Regions from separate parts of the Mus musculus genome. Here region 2 is linked to region 1. A link is a contact called in public HiChIP or PLAC-seq data. All regions are on one chromosome and are shown on one strand. Each heading gives the region's core, a stretch centred on a gene start, on an enhancer-like site or on the middle of the called end of the contact. The rest is flanking DNA. Distances are from core to core; before and after follow the strand shown. Region 1 holds the start of Trmu (tRNA 5-methylaminomethyl-2-thiouridylate methyltransferase). Region 2 has its middle 19 kb from the start of D130051D11Rik.

The links. HiChIP or PLAC-seq counts read pairs in DNA pulled down with a chosen protein or histone mark.
Region 2: a FOXA1 HiChIP or PLAC-seq map of pancreatic cancer cells shows a contact between it and region 1. The contact joins the enhancer-like site here to the promoter of Trmu in region 1. A contact is called at or near these places in 12 of 115 datasets of contacts at active chromatin or transcription factors (the 230-238 cell line, the SCID.adh cell line, bone marrow-derived dendritic cells and 9 more) and 3 of 9 other capture datasets (adipose tissue, liver and pancreatic islet).

The regions. Positions count from the first base shown.
Region 1 is chr15:85,878,036-85,880,735 of GRCm38.p6, reverse strand. It overlaps Trmu (tRNA 5-methylaminomethyl-2-thiouridylate methyltransferase), which reads right to left and starts at 1,409. Exons shown (of 11, transcript NM_028063.2): 1 at 1,278-1,409. The coding sequence starts at 1,359.
Region 2 is chr15:85,652,637-85,655,336 of GRCm38.p6, reverse strand. No RefSeq gene overlaps it. Among named protein-coding and RNA genes, the nearest start is that of D130051D11Rik, 19 kb to the right of the region's middle. Within about 2 kb of position 1,331, at least 330 of the 459 cell types and tissues checked have an H3K27ac peak or open chromatin away from gene starts, as enhancers often do. A contact at or near this core is called in the SCID.adh cell line, adipose tissue, bone marrow-derived dendritic cells and 9 more, where this site is marked.

The sequences.
Region 1 (2,700 bases), core at 160-2,659:
GCAGCCTGAGGGGAGAGAGCCTTTGTTTTGGCTAGGTTCCCACTGTTATGATAAACACCACGATCAACAGCATCTTGGAGAGGAAAGGATTTATTTGGCCCTAAAGGTCACAGTCTACCATCAGGGGAAGCTGGGGCAGGAACTCAGGTCAGGAACCTGAAGGCAGAATTGAATCATAGGTTATAAAAGAATACTGCTTATGGGCTTGTTTCTTTGGCCTGCTCAGCCTGTTTTCTTATAAAACCTAGGACCACCTGCCCAGAGATAGCATTACTCCTAATGGAACGAGGCTTCCTACACCAATTATTAAGAGAAGGCCCCACTGACTAGCCTACAGGCCAGGGTGATGACAGTTTCTCAGCTGAGGTTCCCTCCTACCAGAGGACCCTAACATGTCACATAGTTTTAATGTGACATAAAAACTAGGCAGCAGTTGATCTCCCTTTAGTAGTAAAAGATAAATCTGTAAGAATGATGCCAACCTTTGCCACTTCCCAAAGCATCTAGTTACACAGTTCTCATTGGAAACCTTCAAAGACTCACACTGCCTACTCAACATTACCCCAAATTCCTTAATACCGTCAGCTTCACTAACCCCACTATATCCTATTCTGGCCGGCACTCTCTCCTCTGCCTCCTGCCTGTGTTACTGCAGCCAGTTCTTTGTAGAGAAATGCTTCCCTCTTCCTTTCTCACCATAGTACACACCTGTATCCTGTGGCTCTTTTACTCTGTCATAACAGCTGTGATTATAAAAGAATCGCTCCTGCTTTCCGATATATCTCACATTGTATAGCTAACCCTTTCAATACATACTGTGCCATTTAATCATTCCAGTCATCCCATATTACGGGTCATCCCATTTTTACTGGGGGGTGCTTAGTTAACTTGCCCAAGCCCAGGCTCCTGGCCCCGCGCCTCTGCACCCCGCGTGCCCCGGGGAAGATGATCCACGGCTGAGGGGGACTCCATTAAAAGCCGCCAAGGTGAATGCGGAGAGGTTGACACAAGGTGGGGCCACACAGCAGGAGGAATGTACACCGGTCGTTGGAATCAGATCCGAACCCTAAGGACCCATGAGGCTACATCTACAAGTCAGGAAGAACTGGTAGCTGTTCGGAGTGAAGTTTGTCATCCAACGAAGGAGAACACTGGAGTGATTTTGTCATTAGAGTTGGCGGTGTCCTCGCCTGGAGGCCCGCGGAGTCTGCAAAAGGCCAGGCCTCAGACCTGGAGGAGCCCAAGCTCCTGTCCCCAGTGAGGAACCCTGGCCTCACCTCTCCGCCGCAACAGCAGCGCCGCCACCGCGCTGTCCACACCGCCAGACAGGGCGCACACGACGTGCCGCAGCGCCGACATCAGGCTACACCGCGAGCTTTCTGGCTGCGTCCAAGCTACGCCGGAAGTCCCAGCCTCCGGGGGACGGGGGGGACGGGGGGGGGGGGCGTCCTCACTCTTCACCCGGCGGGAAACGTGCTCCGCTCACCCAGTGTTCTGCAGGCTTTTGGGTTCCGCGCGGCGGATCGGCCGAGGAGCACTAGGTGGCAGCATGTCCCAGATAGGCCAGCGATGAGTTGGTCGGGTCCGGCTTCTTAGCCACCACTCGCTGCCCTTGCGACGTTTTCTTCTGTGCTCAGCTGGCGCTCCTGGGTCAGCTGCACCAGGAACAGCCTCCGCTCGGGCTTGAGGTCTCAAAGGCGTTCCTGGGCACACACAAGGTCGAGATGCTGTGTCGGCCGCTGGCTCCTCCTGTTTACCCGCTGGAGGGACAGGGCTGTCAACACGTTCTCATTGGATTCTAGATGCTTGCGGGCCTGGCGGGTGCAGAGCCAGTGGAGGACAAAGCATAGTGGACCGTTGCTCAGTAAGGCTTTGCTAGCAGCTCAGTCAACGGGTTGGAGTAGGGGATGGGAGCGTAGTTAACCAGACCCAGACAGTAGCTGGGAAGGATGGGCCACGGAAGACTGGGAGAGTTTGGAGTCGCACCTGTTCATCCTGGTGCCTGTGATTTAAGAGTGTTTGTTTCGTGGGCCATTCTTGGAGGACGAACGAGCACTCTGCGGGGATCAGCTCTAACGAGTGGATGCTTTGGGGACCTCAGGCTGGAGCTGTGGCTCTTCCTGAATTGATTGTGGGGGGCCTCGCACATGACAGATGTTGAGTGGCTGCTGGAAGAAAATAGATACGAGTCCTGGGACAGAAAGAGAGAGAGAGAGAGAGAGAGAAGAGAGAGAGAGAGAGAGAGAGAGAGAGAGAGAGAGAGAGAGAGAGAGAGAGACAAAAGGGCAGGGGGTCATGTCTGTGGAGTGTTCTAGCCTTGAGGACCAGGACCTCCCTTCTTGGGTATGGGCATTTAGTATAGCAAATCTCACTTTTCCTACCAGAACCTATGATAGGGCCAACCACAAAGTAGCAGAAACCAGACAAACCTATGTTAGAATTTTTGTCTACTTGACACAAGCTAGGGGTGGGGGGACATCAATTGAGAAAATGCTTCCATTAGATTGGCCCTTAGACAAGTCTGTGAGATTTGTTGATTGATGTGAGAGCCACACCAGTGCAGGTGATCTTGGGTTGTAAAAGAAGGCAAACTAATCAAGCCATGCGGAGCAAGCCAGTAAGCAGTGTTCCTCCATGGCCTCTGCTTCAGTTCCTGTCAAAATTCCGTCTCTAACTTTCCTTCAGGTTGGTCTGTGATTC
Region 2 (2,700 bases), core at 82-2,581, 230 kb after region 1:
TACAGTTACTGTTAGGCCTGTGACTGGGGCTCACACTGTTTCTACTGGATAGGGCTGGGCCAGGAGAGGGCCCCGGGATCCAGGAAGAAGACTTGACAACTGTTTTCTCTTAGGGAGACAGACTAGGACTCCCCCCCACCCCCCTGCCCAGAATGACTCCTCTCTTAGGATTCAGGGGAACCAGGCACTCATGGCCACACTGCCTCTTGCCTCAATGTGGCATTTTCCTGTATTGAGGATTGCAACTTATACCTTCAAATATTGGGGAACATGGGTGCACAGGAGCATGTACATATGCACACACACACACACAAACACACACACACACGGCCACCAGGCTCCTCTCCATGACCTGTCCTGCCAACCACCGGAGAAGCCAGATTCATAGAGGCTCCAGATGGTCCCCCAAAGTACCCCCTAGAACTAGACATCAGACCATCAGACCCAGGAAAGACAAGACTTGCTCTCTTATCCAATCTCTGTTGCCCTCCTGGGGCCCTTCCTGCATAACTATTAAAAAATTTTTTTTCTGTTTTATGGACGCACCGGAGATGGACATAACACAGGCTGGCCTCAATATTACACGTTCATTATTTCATATCCATTTTTTTTCTTTTAATTTTAGAAGGAGTTGAAATGAAAAAAAAAAAAAAAAAACGAGGGACCCAAGCCACCCTGGGAGCTCCTGACACTTGCAGCTGTAATCCCTATAGCTTGCCAGTCAGGTATCACTTTCCTCTGACCACCGTTCCCTAGAACTTATTCCCTTTCTCCCTAGATAGACAATGGGGGAGGCCCCCACCAGCCACCAGCAAGCATTCCAGAGGATTTTTAATACACACAAATCAGCCAGGAGAAACACCCAGTATCCCAGCGAGGGCCCAAGTCAGTGGGAACTGAGACCTCCGACTTTCCATCCGATTTCCAAGAGGAGCTGGTCAACACCTTCAACCCCAAGAGCAAAGCCCAGGCCTGGTAATAACAGGGCCAATGACTGGCACCCTGCCACCACCCATGATGCACCAGGCCTGTGCAGGAACCAGACAGTATGCCCCCCAAATCCACACCCTCAGCGGGTGCTCCAGACCCTGGCTCTGGAAGGGATGCTGAAGAAGCCTTTGGCTTCCCAGTATCTCACAGAAAAGGCATGTGGGTTCCCCACAACCCCGTTCCCATAGTGCCTCTGCCTAGTTCCCAGCAAACTTTGCTTGGGGAAGGCCTGGTTGATGCAGGAGATGGTTAAAATTCTGCATCCGTTTGCATCCGCCTCTAGAGGAAGCACTGCTTTTTTTTTTTTCACCCCCAGCAGGAGAAGGGGGGGGGGAGCTGAGAGCAGCAATTTGCAGGCCTTGGGATGTTTTTCTCCTTGACAGCCCTGGGCCCCGCCTGCCTAGCTTGGCCTTCTTGGGCTGGGCTAAGGCGGCTGGCCCTGCAGCGGAGGCTCCACTCCGTGGCTGCTGCTCCTCAAGAGGCCCCATGCACACGCATTCACGCTCCCCCCACACACACAGGCTGCAACCTCCGGCTTGGGGAGGGCAAGACACGCTGCATGCTGACGGCCTGGTACTGCCATGGTTCTTCCGCCAGCCAGCGTCTCCCATGAGGCCTGTTCCCAACCAGGTTGCACTGCCTGCCCACCCCCATGGCTCACCCTACTCCCATCCGGAGTGCCCTCACCTTCTGGGCCCCTGGCCCCTGGCCTCGGGTCCTGCTCGTGCCCGGGGCGCCCAGCCACGTCCTCCGTGCCTCTGCCGCTTGCCCCACCCTGCTGCCCGCGCTCTGAGGCGAGCCTGGCACTGTGCCAGGCTGCCTGGGAGCCCAGCCCGGGCAGGGCGAACTTTCCAGCGGAGTGTGTGTAGGGGGATGCTGGAGTGAAGCTGGTGCCAAGGGAGGGAGCGAGCCCCAGGTGCCCGGCGGCCAACCCCCCTCCAGCCCTCGCCACCCCCCACCCCCACCCCCAACATCCCACTCCCTGTCTCCTGAGTCCCATAAAGGCGCAGACAACACGAGTGATTTAGTCAAAACAGTCATGTGCAGGAGCCCGCAAACAAACAAAAGCCCTTATTTATTTATTTAGTTCACACACCCAGATAAGGAGCTGCCTTTGTGCACATAATTTCACAGAAAGAAGGCGAAGCCATGATGCTCCCCGCAGCCCAAGAGCCTGGACAGCAGGCCTGGCTTCATGAATAATTGCAGAGCCTCAGCCTGGGTATTTCCATATTTAAATTGGGCAGCAGCGTATGATTAATTAAGAAGGAAAAAGGCAAAAAGGAAGAAAAGCTGTGGGGGTGGGGAGCCGGACATTCTGGTCAGAGCTACGGTGCCAAGGTGCCCACGGCGGCTTAACTCCTCCCATGCCAGGCCCAGAGGGGGCACTGCTGCAGATGGTTTAAAGGGACCCTGCTGGTGCCCACACTGGCCACCTTCCTGTGTCCAGGGCCACCTGACTCCAGATGCTGCCCAGGAAGTTTCTCTGATATTCCAATATAGCTCACACACACACACACACACACACACACAAAATCTGCTATGTCCAAGATACCCAGTGGGACACTTCAGGCTGAGACAGCCTTCTCCGTGCACATCGCTGCAATGGGGCTCCGTTCACCGACCCCCAAAACACACACAGGTCCCTTCCAAACCCAGAAGCTGCTCCAGAGTCTGGCCGTGAGAGCAGGCAGCCTGGTTGCCAATGAG